Linked DNA regions of Rattus norvegicus: region 2 is linked to region 1. Evidence: chromatin contacts called from public Hi-C data. All regions are on one chromosome and are shown on one strand. Each heading gives the region's core, a stretch centred on a gene start, on an enhancer-like site or on the middle of the called end of the contact. The rest is flanking DNA. Distances are from core to core; before and after follow the strand shown. Region 1 holds the start of Fads3 (fatty acid desaturase 3). Region 2 holds the start of Fads1 (fatty acid desaturase 1).

The links. A called contact is a pair of places that touch in the nucleus more often than the background predicts.
Region 2: a Hi-C map of hepatocytes shows a contact between it and region 1, with 1.6 times the contacts expected there. The contact joins the promoter of Fads1 here to the promoter of Fads3 in region 1. A contact is called at or near these places in 11 of 12 Hi-C or Micro-C datasets (the A7r5 cell line, the Rat2 cell line, Schwann cells and 7 more).

Annotation. Positions count from the first base shown.
Region 1 is chr1:216,108,533-216,114,560 of GRCr8, forward strand. It overlaps Fads3 (fatty acid desaturase 3), which reads left to right and starts at 2,341. Exons shown (of 12, transcript NM_173137.1): 1 at 2,341-2,653. The coding sequence starts at 2,429.
Region 2 is chr1:216,249,474-216,255,501 of GRCr8, forward strand. It overlaps Fads1 (fatty acid desaturase 1), which reads left to right and starts at 3,219. Exons shown (of 12, transcript NM_053445.2): 1 at 3,219-3,507; 2 at 5,148-5,258. The coding sequence starts at 3,295. It also overlaps the pseudogene LOC134483969.

The DNA of each region.
Region 1 (6,028 bases), core at 1,091-3,590:
GCTGCCCAGATTTGGGGATTTGTGGACAGACAATGGAGCCTCAAGCTGCCCTAACCCCTGACTCTCTGCAAGTTGCAGGTTCCCCAGAGTCAGAGATCAGAGAGACAGAGTGACCTAGGGATGACCCCAAGACCTACAGAGAACTAAAGTGGGAAGCTGCTTATGTGGGAGGTGGAGAAAGGTCACACATAGTTTAGGCTTTATGAGAACACACAGCTAGATCAGGTGTAGAGAGTGCCAGACCACCTGTAGACTCCATGCTGGACTGAAGAGGGGTAGCATGGTTAGAGCCTTGTCCTTGGTTTATCTCCCCAGTCTGCCCAGTTTACCTCCCATACCTGAGTCCAGGCCAAGCCTACAGGGAAGAAACCCTTGAATGGCCTTTGAGTCAGCCACATCTTAGTAGTGAGAGGTGCTGAGAACAGAACAAGGCCCACACCCTATGGGCATCCAAGTTTGGATACAAGAGGCGCATTCACCTGGGAAGAGCAGGCTTTCTCTAGCCCAGTCCTCACTGTGACCATGTGGGGGCAGCACATGCCATCCATCCTCTTTGGCCAGGGCTCCTGTAACCTCAGGTGTGCAGAAAAAACATGTTCTAGGATTTTGAAGAACCTTCATAGAAAGGGATTAAACAGCTCCCGTTTGTGGCAACATCTTGGGCCTATTGGTCCTGGCTAAGCAAAGCAAGAGTTCCTCAAACTAGAGACAACCAAGAAGCGCCTTTCTGCTAACTCTAGTCTGCCCGTGACATATATATCACGGATTTTCCTTCTTTGTGAGTTCTGCAGTCTAAGACACAACAGCAGTACATTGGACATGTTCTGAAAACAAGTCTAGCAATCTCCAGACTGTAGGACTGGAATGTGCCACACTCCGTGTGAAGGAAGCAGGGTGTATGTAGGCTGGCCCTGATGTCACCTCTCATGTCACAGGTCCCAGGTATCCAGCCAACAGTTTCTGGTGTTGGTGGCCTCTGCTTCTCTCCCTTGTCCTGTGGATTTAGGCCTGTAATAGTTGCATCTGGACAGAATGCTTTCAGCCTCTTTAGTCTTATTGTTCCCTAAATGATGCAGTGAGCAATTATTTATAGAGCATCTACATCACATTAGACATTACGAGGAATTCAGAGACGGTTTAAAGTGTATGGGGGGATGTGTGAAGGTTATGTGCATATACTGTCTTATATAGGCAAGAAGCACAGGTTGATTTGGGTATCCACAGGGGTGCCTTAGGTCAGGTCTCCTACAAATCCTTTGGTAGACCAAGAGGAAATGTCAACATATTAGAAAAAAAATACACTTTAAGGCTCTGAAAAGATTTTCTCCCAACAAGCAGGCCTCACCTTTCTGCCCTGAGTCACACTAGGGTGGTGTGCGGGAGTCTGTTTTAACTGGCCCTCTAGGAAGTTCTGATGGATCTTCAAGTTTGCCAGTTGTGAAAGCTTTAAGGAACTGGATGTCTATCTCAAAGTAACAGGGTACAATTGGGAACGTAGTCACACTCTCAAGAGGGTTTGAATTTAGTAAGTCAAAAACAGGACCCCATGAAGGGAGAGAACTGTGAGGTGGTTAACAAGCAAGCCACTCATTGCAAACTGGACCATTCTTTCATCTCATGAACTGCAGACCTCCAGGCACCAGTGTCATCTACTGCTCTTCTGCAGTGGCCAACCTGGGTATCCCCAATCCTGTGTGCAGCCAGAGGGGAGAAGCGGCCAACAGCTCCAACACTGCTTTAGATGGCTTCCTCATGTGCATGTTGAGGGTTTGTTGGGAGGTGAGGTCCATTGTTTGGAGCCTGTCGACAGTCACCCAGAGGTAGTGTCCTCATTTCTAGCCACCTGGGATGCATGGCTAAAGACCTGTGACGTCCCTAACTACATTTCTCAGCCTTTCAGGGTTCAGACTTGGGCTCCTCTCAGGCCCCTAGGGGTGCGCCTGAGCGCAGCGGCCTGCAGGACTCCGGTGTGTGCTGGGTCCCCATCCCCCCCCCCCCCCCCCCGCTTTCTCGGTGGAGCCCAGAGTCCGAGAAACTGGGGGGCGGGACAGTGCCCCAGGGGCAGGGCTGGGTGTGGTGGCCCCAGGCCCTCGAGGGTGGGGCGAGTCCCTTCGAGACACCGCCCTCCCCGGGCAGCCAATAGATGTGGAGGCGCCGCGCCTGGATTGGAGCGGGAGCGGGACTGGCCAGCGCGGGGGCCGGGACGAGGGGCGGGCGAGGCGAGCGCTGTCAGCGCGGTTATAAGGGAGGGAAAAGTTCCCTGCGCGGAGAGCCGGGCAGGCGCACGCTCGTACGGCGGCCGCAGCGGCAGGGCGGGGCCGGCAGGGCAGGCGGCGGCGGAGGAAGACCCCCGATTGCGACCTCGCCTCCCTCCATCTCTCAGACCTCTGCCACGTACCGGGGTCCGGAGGACTTGTGCATAGCGGCCATGGGCGGCGTCGGGGAGCCCGGTGGGGGACCCGGGCCACGGGAGGGGCCCGCACCGCTGGGGGCGCCCCTGCCCATCTTCCGCTGGGAGCAGATCCGCCAGCATGACCTACCAGGCGACAAGTGGCTGGTCATCGAGCGCCGCGTCTACGACATCAGCCGCTGGGCACAGCGGCACCCAGGGGGTAGCCGCCTCATCGGCCACCACAGCGCGGAGGACGCCACGGTAAGCTAACCCACTGCCGGCGGGGTGGAGCCTGGTGCTAGCGGTGGGGAGGGAGATGTGGTTCATAGGCTCTGAGTCTCATTCCACCTGCGGACCTTAGCATCCTTTTTGCTCCTTCTGACCTTTGACCCCTACTCCCTACCTCCAGAGTTGAGATGGAACCTGGGGTAAGGTGGTCTCTTTCTTGCACGGAGGACCAGCTGTTGGGTCAGTCTGTGCAATAAATAGGTCTCAGGCAGGAATGGGCCCACAGAGGTGGGTGTGCCATGAGGGGCAGATTCTACTCTAGTTAAGTACCTCCCTGTTGTACTGAGGGTCTCATCGCTGCTCCGAGTCTCTCAGACTATTATCTGATGCTTCCAAGAGCGAGGTGCAGGGCTGGGTCCCTAGCAGATAGGGATATGCCATCAGAGGCTGGGGGCTGGGCAGCAGAGCTTGGGCAGGGCCTGGAGGTCTGTGGCTGATCCAGCATTTGTGTGGACTGTTCTGAGGGCCAGTGACTCACCTCTGCTGGGCTGGCAGCTACACGTGGGAAGACTTTGCCAGGCTGGGTGGGCCTCCATGGGAAGCACAGTCACCCCAGGCGCGGACTGGCCCCTGGGGACTCTAGCTACCCATTCACAAGGAGGGATGTGACTGGCCTGAAGGACTGTCTGGCTGGAGCCCAGTGGTGAAGCAATTTCCCAGACCCCCAGTCCCACTCCATGGACAAAGGTTGAGACCGTATGCTCTGTCCTCAACTGTCCAAAACTGTAGGTTAGTCACATCGGGTACCAGGAAGATCATTAAGACTGGAGGGCATGATCTCTAGTGGAAGAACCTGGGGGCATCAGAGAAGATTCTCTGCGTCCCAGGACTTTACTGTCACTGTCCTTCCCCTCCTGGATTCACTCCAGGCAACTGAGATAAGGTTCCTGAAAATCATCAACCTGTGGACCATACTGTGTGTGTGTGTGTGTGTGTGTGTGTGTGTGTGTGTGTGTGTACGTGCGTGCGTGCGTGCATGTGCGTACCTTCTTTCTACCAGAGCATGATGGGCATGAGGTGCCACAGCCCCTCTCACTGAGCCCCTGTAACCCTGTGAGGATCATGTTGTATCGTAGGACAGGATGCTGGGCAGGAGAAGGGAAGGATAGCAGAGAGCACTGCCTGCTTTTTCTTGCTTAGGGCCAGGCCTGTACAGGGGTCTCCTACATGGAATTCCTAACTTTATATTTTTTTTTTCTTTTTTCTTTTTTTCGGAGCTGGGGACCGAACCCAGGGCCTTGCACTTGCTAGGCAAGCGCTCTACCACTGAGCTAAATCCCCAACCCCCTAACTTTATATTTAGCTCAGTGCCCTGAGACCTCTATCTAATGGTTTTACTGTAGCCACCATTTTGATTCACAGCCAGTAAGGTCTGTTAAGAAAACATCTCTCTGCATCTTGAAGCAGGGTTCTGGCTCTCCCACTGAAGGCGCTCCTCTCAACCTTAGCTTCTCCATTGGCCAGGTGGGGATAGCTAGGCTATATGGCAAGTCAGCCTAGGGCAAGACCACACCTCGCTCAATCATGCTACTCTGTCGTAGTTGTCTGTTTGGTAACTGCTTTTTAGAGTATATGTATGAAGACTGGAGAGTGCAGTGGGACAGTCTCAGCACTCCCAAGCCTTTTCTGGGTGAGCTTGTCTATCTCTGACCCTGCCTGTAATAGGAAGAGATTGCTATCAGCACCAGACATTGGGGGTAGAGTTGTTAAAAATACCTGGTGTACTCAAGTCTAAGGTTGGAAGGAGTCTAAGTTCAGAAGGCTTTGTCTGTGATGAACCCACAAGGAATACTGGGGGTTGAACCAATCCAGTGCCCGGTATGGTCAAGTCTAGATGCTAGGTATCCCATCCTAGATCCTGGAGCTCAGGTTAGGGGTGGGTTGTGGCTGCCCACTTGCATCAGCCCAGCCACCCATCAGCTGTTCTCATGTCCAGGCAACAGAAGCCTTCCTGCCAGGAAATTCCCAGAGTTCTTGTGCCATGAAGTCAGTTTGTGGCCATCCTGGGATACAGAGCCTGGTGCCCTAGGGAGAGTACTCTGGGCCCTGGGCCAGGTTTGTCTAAGAGTCATAGGCAACCCTGAGATGAGAAGAGGCAGCCAGAGAGGTCCAGCTCCTCCCGGTCATAAATATGTGAGGGCCACATACCAACCATCTACTGTGTGCTAGCTTCTAAATTCATTGCTTGTTATTGACGCTATTTCTTCGTCTTCAGGATCCCTAGCAGCAAGGCGGTTTGCTACTGCTCTCCCACTTTACAGATGAGAAAAGAGATTCAAACAAACAATGTACCTTGAAACAGTGGCAGCTGTGGGATCTGAATGCACAGCCGTACTCTGCCCCACATTGCTTCCTCAGTAATGGGATTCCCTGAATGCACTGGGGACTATCTCCTGTGTGCTCTCCCCTCACCCCCTGCTTCTGCAGATGCAGCTATGAACAAAACATTTTTGGGGGAAGGAGTGTCCAACAGATGGATCAGCTAGAGTAAAGGCTCAGAGATGGGACTATTCCACCCATACCTAAGGAATACAGCATCGCTGCATCCGAGAGCAGTCATGGGGAAGGGGAGTCAAAAGGCAGACATGCCAAGCTCACTGGATATTTTTGTTCCTAGAAGGACTTTGGTTTATTCTAAAGAAGGAGGAGATTCCGGAAGGGCAGAGCAGGGAAACCAAAGGGTTCTGATGTATGTTTAAAAGGATCTCCAAAGGGCGGGATAGAACTTAGCCGGTAGATGCTTGCCTTGTGTTCATGATGCTCTAGGTTCCATCCTTAGTGCTGCATAAACTTGGTTGTGGTGTCATCTACTTGTAACCCCTGCAATTATGAGGTAGACGCAGAGGATCTGGAGCTCAAGGTCACCCCATGTGTGAGGCAAGTTTGAGCCCAGCCTGGGACACATAGGACCTTGTCTTCAAATACAAGGATTCTTGGGGCTAGAGAAATGTGTCAGAGGTTGAGAGTTCATGCTGTTCTCTTATAGAGGACCCAAGTTCCATTTCCAGCACCCACACTGGGTGGGTCACAACCCCTTGTAATCAAGCTTCAGGAGAGCCAACATCTCTGACCTCTGTGTGCACTGTCATTCATGTATACACATTCCCCCCCAATACACACACACACACACACACACACACACACACACACACACTAAGATCACCTTTTGGAAGAGCAAAGGCTTTAAGGGACGGTGAGCATCTTTGGCGAGAGAGTTCAGACCAAGTAACAGAGTAACTCAGCTCCAGTTACATGTGGATGTGGCCAGTGGTCAGGGATATGTGAATACTAGTAGGGACACTAGTAGGGGACATTAGAATTGGCTCTGTAAGCTGAGGATATGGCTAA
Region 2 (6,028 bases), core at 1,969-4,468, 140 kb after region 1:
GAAGGCATAGGAGGCAGCCTGTCTCATGAAGGCCTATTGGGGCTCGCAGACTGACATACTAACTGATCAAGGAAAGATGAAGAGTTTCTCTCAGATGGGCAGTTACTCCCTGACAACTTCATCGCTGCCTGCACAGAAAAGAAAATCCCTGTTGATTTTAGGCTCCAAGAGGGTTATGATCATAGCTACCACCTCATTGCAACCTTCGTCAGTGACCACATCAGGCATCATGCAAAGTACCTGAGTGCATGAAGAGCTTCAGACAAGAGAGCCTCATCAGGATGAGAAAAGTTGGAATCAACAGGATTGCTGACTAAGAGATTTCCTCTCAAACGTCATGCTCCTGCAGTCCCTTTTCTGGATAAATATATCAAACTTTCTGCTTTAAAAAAAAAAAGAATAGAAAACTGAGGCTGAGGAATGCTGGGACAGACAATCTAGCTCTCACACTTAGCCAAAGCAAGAACAAAACCTCCTAGGAGGATAGAGGTGGAGTTCTGCTCCCAGGAAAGTTCCCTATTACAGAAAGGCTAACAATACACGGAATTGTTAGAGAACAGGCCCTGTGCCATTGAGAGGAAGCTTCTCGAATATAGATCGCTAGATTCACCAATCCACACACTGCTGGTGGATACCACCGCTGAGGCTGTGATACAAACTTCATGATTAATCGTGTCCTAGTGTCTCCTGACAATTAAGGCCGCTAAAACTGGATAATTCTGACTAATAACTAGTGACACACAGAGGTGGTGCCTGCCTGTGATTGCAGCACTTGGGAGGCCGAAGCAGGGTGATCAGATTATTACAACTTGGAAGCTAATCCGCTGATCACAGTGAGTTCCAGATCAGCCCGGGCTATGTCTCCAGGGACAAAACTAACCATAGTCAAACACAATATGGATCTAAAATCACTAGAAATAGTAGATGTTAAAACAAAGAAGGCAAGGCCTGCCTTTCTTCATTTTTATTTTTGTCTTTAAAGCTTTTAAAAGCTGTATTTTTCTTTGTTTATTGGTGTGTGTGTGTGTGTGTGTGTGTGTGTGTGTGTGTGTGTGTGTGTGTGTAGGTAGGTAGGTAGGTATGTAGGCCAAGATGCATATGTGAAGGCCAGAGGATAATTAACAAGTCAGTTCTCTCCTCGATACATGGGCTCCAGAGATGAACTCACATTGTCAGCCCCCTCACCGGGTGCCATCTTGTCAACCTTTATTTTTCTTCTTTATTCAAAGGTTATTAGAAATAGCATTTACTTTGTGGAGCATTCCTGAAGACATCAACAGCAAACGAGGAAGACTCACTTTCACTGAGCAAGTTGCAAAACGGCTTAAGGTACCACAAACCAAGGCCATCCATCAGACAAAGTGAAGTCAGATGGATCATCTTAATCAATGTTCCTGATGGCGATCACGTCAACTCCCACCGGGAAACACGAATCTGTGAATAAGGACTGAGAGCCATCTCCTAACAACAGAATCACTATAAACTGTCACACAGGTAATATGGAACCAATACCGCAGCATTTTTTTTTTTAACCAGGTACAAGCAGTACTTTGAGATCCAGCAAGTAATAGCACCCAGACCTTACACACGCTAGAACCTGGAGACAGGCACTTTTTAAAAATAACATCAGAAAAAGGCTGACCTTGAACTCCATTGGAAGGACCCTCCATGCAGCAAAATTTCAGAGCCTGTAATCTTAGATCCATATCATTCTATCCCAAAGGATTCCTTGGGTCTGGGAAGATGGCTCACTCGGTAAAGTGCTTGCATTTTCCTTTTAAAATGTTTGATCTGCAGAACCCATGTTTGACATAGTGGCAAAGTGTTTGGAATTGCAGTACTGGTGAGATGGAAATAGGGTCTTTTGGGGATCAGTGGCCAAGCACGTCTAGTCAAGGCTTCAAGCCAGAGACCTTGCCTCAAAGGAGGGGGATGGCATGCCCGTGATTGTTTTCTGACCTCCACACATACATGTATACCTGTGCGTGACCATGGGAACACACACACACACACACACACACACACACACACACACACACGCTGCTCGCACACATTGTGGATTAAGGTCCCCAGACTCTTGGAATTACCCCTTTTTATCACTGAGTAAAGGTGATCAAGGACTTTGCCTCCTGAAGTAGCAGGCTCCCCAGACACAGACAGCTTTCCCAAGATCAAAGGTCAGGAGTCCTTTGTCATCCAGAAGACTTTATTTCCCTCCATCTGTTGCTATCCTCAGTACCCCTCTTTCTTTTCGTAGGTGTGTGAGCATGCTTGGAGGTCAGAGGGCAACTTGTAGGAGCTGGTTGGTTTTCTCCTTCTACCATGTGGGTCTCTGGGATTAAACTCAGGTCTTCAGATGTCAAGGGCCTTTATCACACTGACACATCTCCAAGTTCCTAGCACTACTTTCTTGTAAGTCAAAAGTGTTGGCCAATCATAGCAGACAAGCCTTCTGTTAGCCTTGGTTTACAAAGTGAGCAAAACCCCGGAACTGTAGCCAGTCTATTTCTTTAGGTCAATCCCCTTTCTTTCCGCATTTGTGAACTGCCCACCTTGCTAGGAAATGGATCTCTGAACGTCTACTGGGCCAGGGTGCTGTTTTGTTTGTTAAAGCCACTGTGTTTAATTTGTCACGTGTTTCCTTGGGGCAGGAAATTAATAGAACATTTGCCTTAGCACAATGCGCTGCATAAAACAGGACGTGGGTAACTCGTGCCTGTAAATCCAGACCTCAGGAGAGTCAGAAGTTCTAGGTCATTCTCGGCTACACAGTGAGTCCGGGGCCAGCCTGAGCTACATGACAACCTGTTCCGAAACTATTTTCTCTTTTGTATGTCCACACCAAGATTCTATGCGCCCTCGGGGCCTCCGCCTTAGCCACAGCAAGCTGTGACTCACCGGAACCGTTATCCCTACCATTCTCAATAAAACCCCATTCAAAAGTGGAATCGCCTGGAGACCACTTTCAGGCACCCGCGAGGGGGCGCGTCTCTGCCGCCCGCAGTAGCCGGAGTCTCTCCCGGGAAGGGGTGGGGGTGGGGGTCGATTTCTGCTGGCCCCAGAGAGGCGGAGCTCGCTCCCACACCACTCGGCTCAGCCAATGGGAGGGCGCGCCGCGGGGCTTGGAGGTCCGCGCCAACGGTGCTGAAAACCCTGCGCGCGAACGGCGGTCTCCGGGAGCGCGCTCGCGGCAGCCCGACTCTCCCCTAGTTGGCGAGGCTGGCGTGCGCTGCCTCGCAGCCCCGAGCGCGCGCCTCTCCAGCTCCCGCTCCGGCTTCCCCAACCAGGCTTATTATGGCTCCCGACCCGGTGCAGACCCCTGACCCGGCCTCCGCCCAGCTCCGCCAAATGCGCTACTTTACTTGGGAGGAGGTGGCGCAGCGCTCCGGGAGGGAGAAGGAGCGATGGCTCGTGATCGACCGGAAGGTGTACAACATCAGCGACTTCAGTCGCCGCCACCCGGGAGGCTCCCGGGTCATCAGCCACTACGCTGGTCAGGATGCCACGGTGAGCGCGGACAATAGGCGCGTCTGCACCCTTGGGAGGGACACTGGCGAGGGGAGAGGCCTCTAGACCCAGAATGCAAGCGCCAGAGAGACCAGGGCTGCAGGCGGTGGCCAGAGACACGCACATTCAAACAAAGGGCTGGCTGCAGGTCGGTGCTTTGCCTCTGGAGTCTCAGGCACAGGTTGGATCCGGAGCTTGATAGAAGGGAGTGAGCTTTTGAGGTACCCGAACCACGGTGCTTGCAGCCTAGATTAGTGGTAGAAGGAGTCTGAGAAAAGAGTGGGAGTCGGTCTTGTCTGCAGGGCTGGGAGGGTGAACACAGCCTTGTCTGACCTAGAGAGCTAGCCCCAACTCGGGATCCGGAGCGGGAGAGGACCGCAGGCGATGGGGGTAGCACTGAGAACCCCGTGCTTTTGCATCACCTGTACATTGTGAAGACCGGAGGGTAGGGTAGTGAACCTGTGCGGGTCCAAGAAAGCTTGAGGTCGGAGTCGTAAAACTGTTCTCGGATTCTTAGTGCGATGTCACTTGGCGGTAGGCCAAGGAGGTCTTCAACTATTCCGAGAACAGGGCTCCCGCGTGATTAGACACTTCGCGGGATCGCGTCCCTTTTCCGCTGTAGCTTATTGAAGGCAGAGTCGGTCCGCGCCCCCAGCCTCTGTCTAGTGGCCCTGTTTTCTCTTTATAGACCACATCCTCCTGACTTACCCCCTTAGGACCCTAAAGTTGGGGCAGAGCATTCCTTGACATGATTGCCAACTGTTGGATCCCTACATTCGGGTCCATCTACCTTCTAACTACCTAATGCTATCCCTCCTACCTCTTATTCCTTGGCTGCTAGTCTCACTGGCTCCCGGGGTCACTAGGGTTCCTATTAAGTTGTCCACGGAGTTAGAGGTGGAGGGCACTCGGATTAAACACCAGCCTTAGAGACCAGGCTAGAATGAGCCAGTAAATAGAAGTAACCACTCCAGAATCCAAACAGCAGGGCATTCCTATACGGATTTATGAACAGATGGAGCAGACCTGCACCGTCTAGGCTTCCCATTCAGTGTGATTTGGGAGCCTAGGATTTCATAGCAAGGACAGCGATTGGTCTCGATGTGTGGTGCCATGCCCACAGACTCCACCTCCCCTAAGGCCCTCCCACTCACCTTGTATAACCCGTATCAACTCCTCCGGAGCAGGGAATGGTCAGTATTGGGGGAAATGGGGAACCCTGTCCAAAAGAGGAAGCAATGTGAAGAGTTCCCCAGCTCTGGCATAGGGAGTCCAAAGAAGGGACTTGTTGAAAGTGCTATAGGAACAAAAGCCTCATAGCCCCACCTATTCCTGCAAGCTGCTTCTCTCCATGCTAAATTCCTACACGAATGTCTGTAGACATGAAGCCAGCGTCTAAGGTCTTTCTGTGTGGCATTCAGGGGAGTCTTTCCAGTCTTTGGTGTAGTGTCCTTTCAATGAGAACCCAAATTCTGGGTGATCTGAGGATGACAGACAGCTGAAAGCCCAGTAGCCAGAGGAAGGTGGCCTTCGCCTCAGCGTTAATGCAAACCTTGTTGGCCTGGAGGATGATCTTTGATGTGAGGCTCTTGGGAGCCTAGGGGACAGGGGTCCTCACTGTCTTCTCCCTGTATTTTCAGGATCCTTTTGTGGCATTCCACATTAACAAGGGCCTTGTGAGAAAGTATATGAACTCTCTTCTGATTGGAGAGCTAGCTCCGGAGCAGCCCAGCTTTGAACCCACCAAGAATGTGAGAGGCCATGTTTGCTGTTTGGAGACTTGGTTGTGGAGGGAGAGGGGGAAAATGCCTGCATAGGGCATTTCCAAGAACAGGTGACAGTTCTTGGGCGCCTTGACTAGTCATGGGGTAATAGTAAGGCCCTAGGAGCAGGAGCCTATATTTCTTCCAATGCTGCCACCACTGATGCTCCCCACAGTAGTGCTCCCATCAGTAGTGCTCCCGTCATCAGTGCTCCCATCAGTAGTGCTCCCATCATCAGTGCTCCCATCACCAGTGCTCCCATCACCTGGACTCCCATCACTAGTGCTCCCATCAGTAGTGCTCCCATCACCAGTGCTCCCATCACCCGTACTCCCATCACTAGTGCTCCCATCACCAGTGCTCCCATCACCCGTACTCCCATCACTAGTGCTCCCATCAGTAGTGCTCCCATCAGTAGTGCTCCCATCAGTAGTGCTCCATCACCAGTGCTCCCATCACCAGTGCTCCCATCACCAGTGCTCCCATCACCAGTGCTCCCATCACAGTGCTCCCATCACCAGTGCTCCCATCACCAGTGCTCCCATCACCAGTACTCCCATCAGTAGTGCTCCCATCACCAGTGCTCTCATCACTAGTACTCCCATCACTAGTGCTCCCATAACCAGTGCTCCCATAACCAGTGCTCCCATCATTGACAGCAGACCTAGTTACTGAGCATTGTGCACCAAAGTAAACTCATAAAATAATCTTTACATATGTCTACATAAGAAAATAGGCTCAGAGAGGTTAAGCTGCAG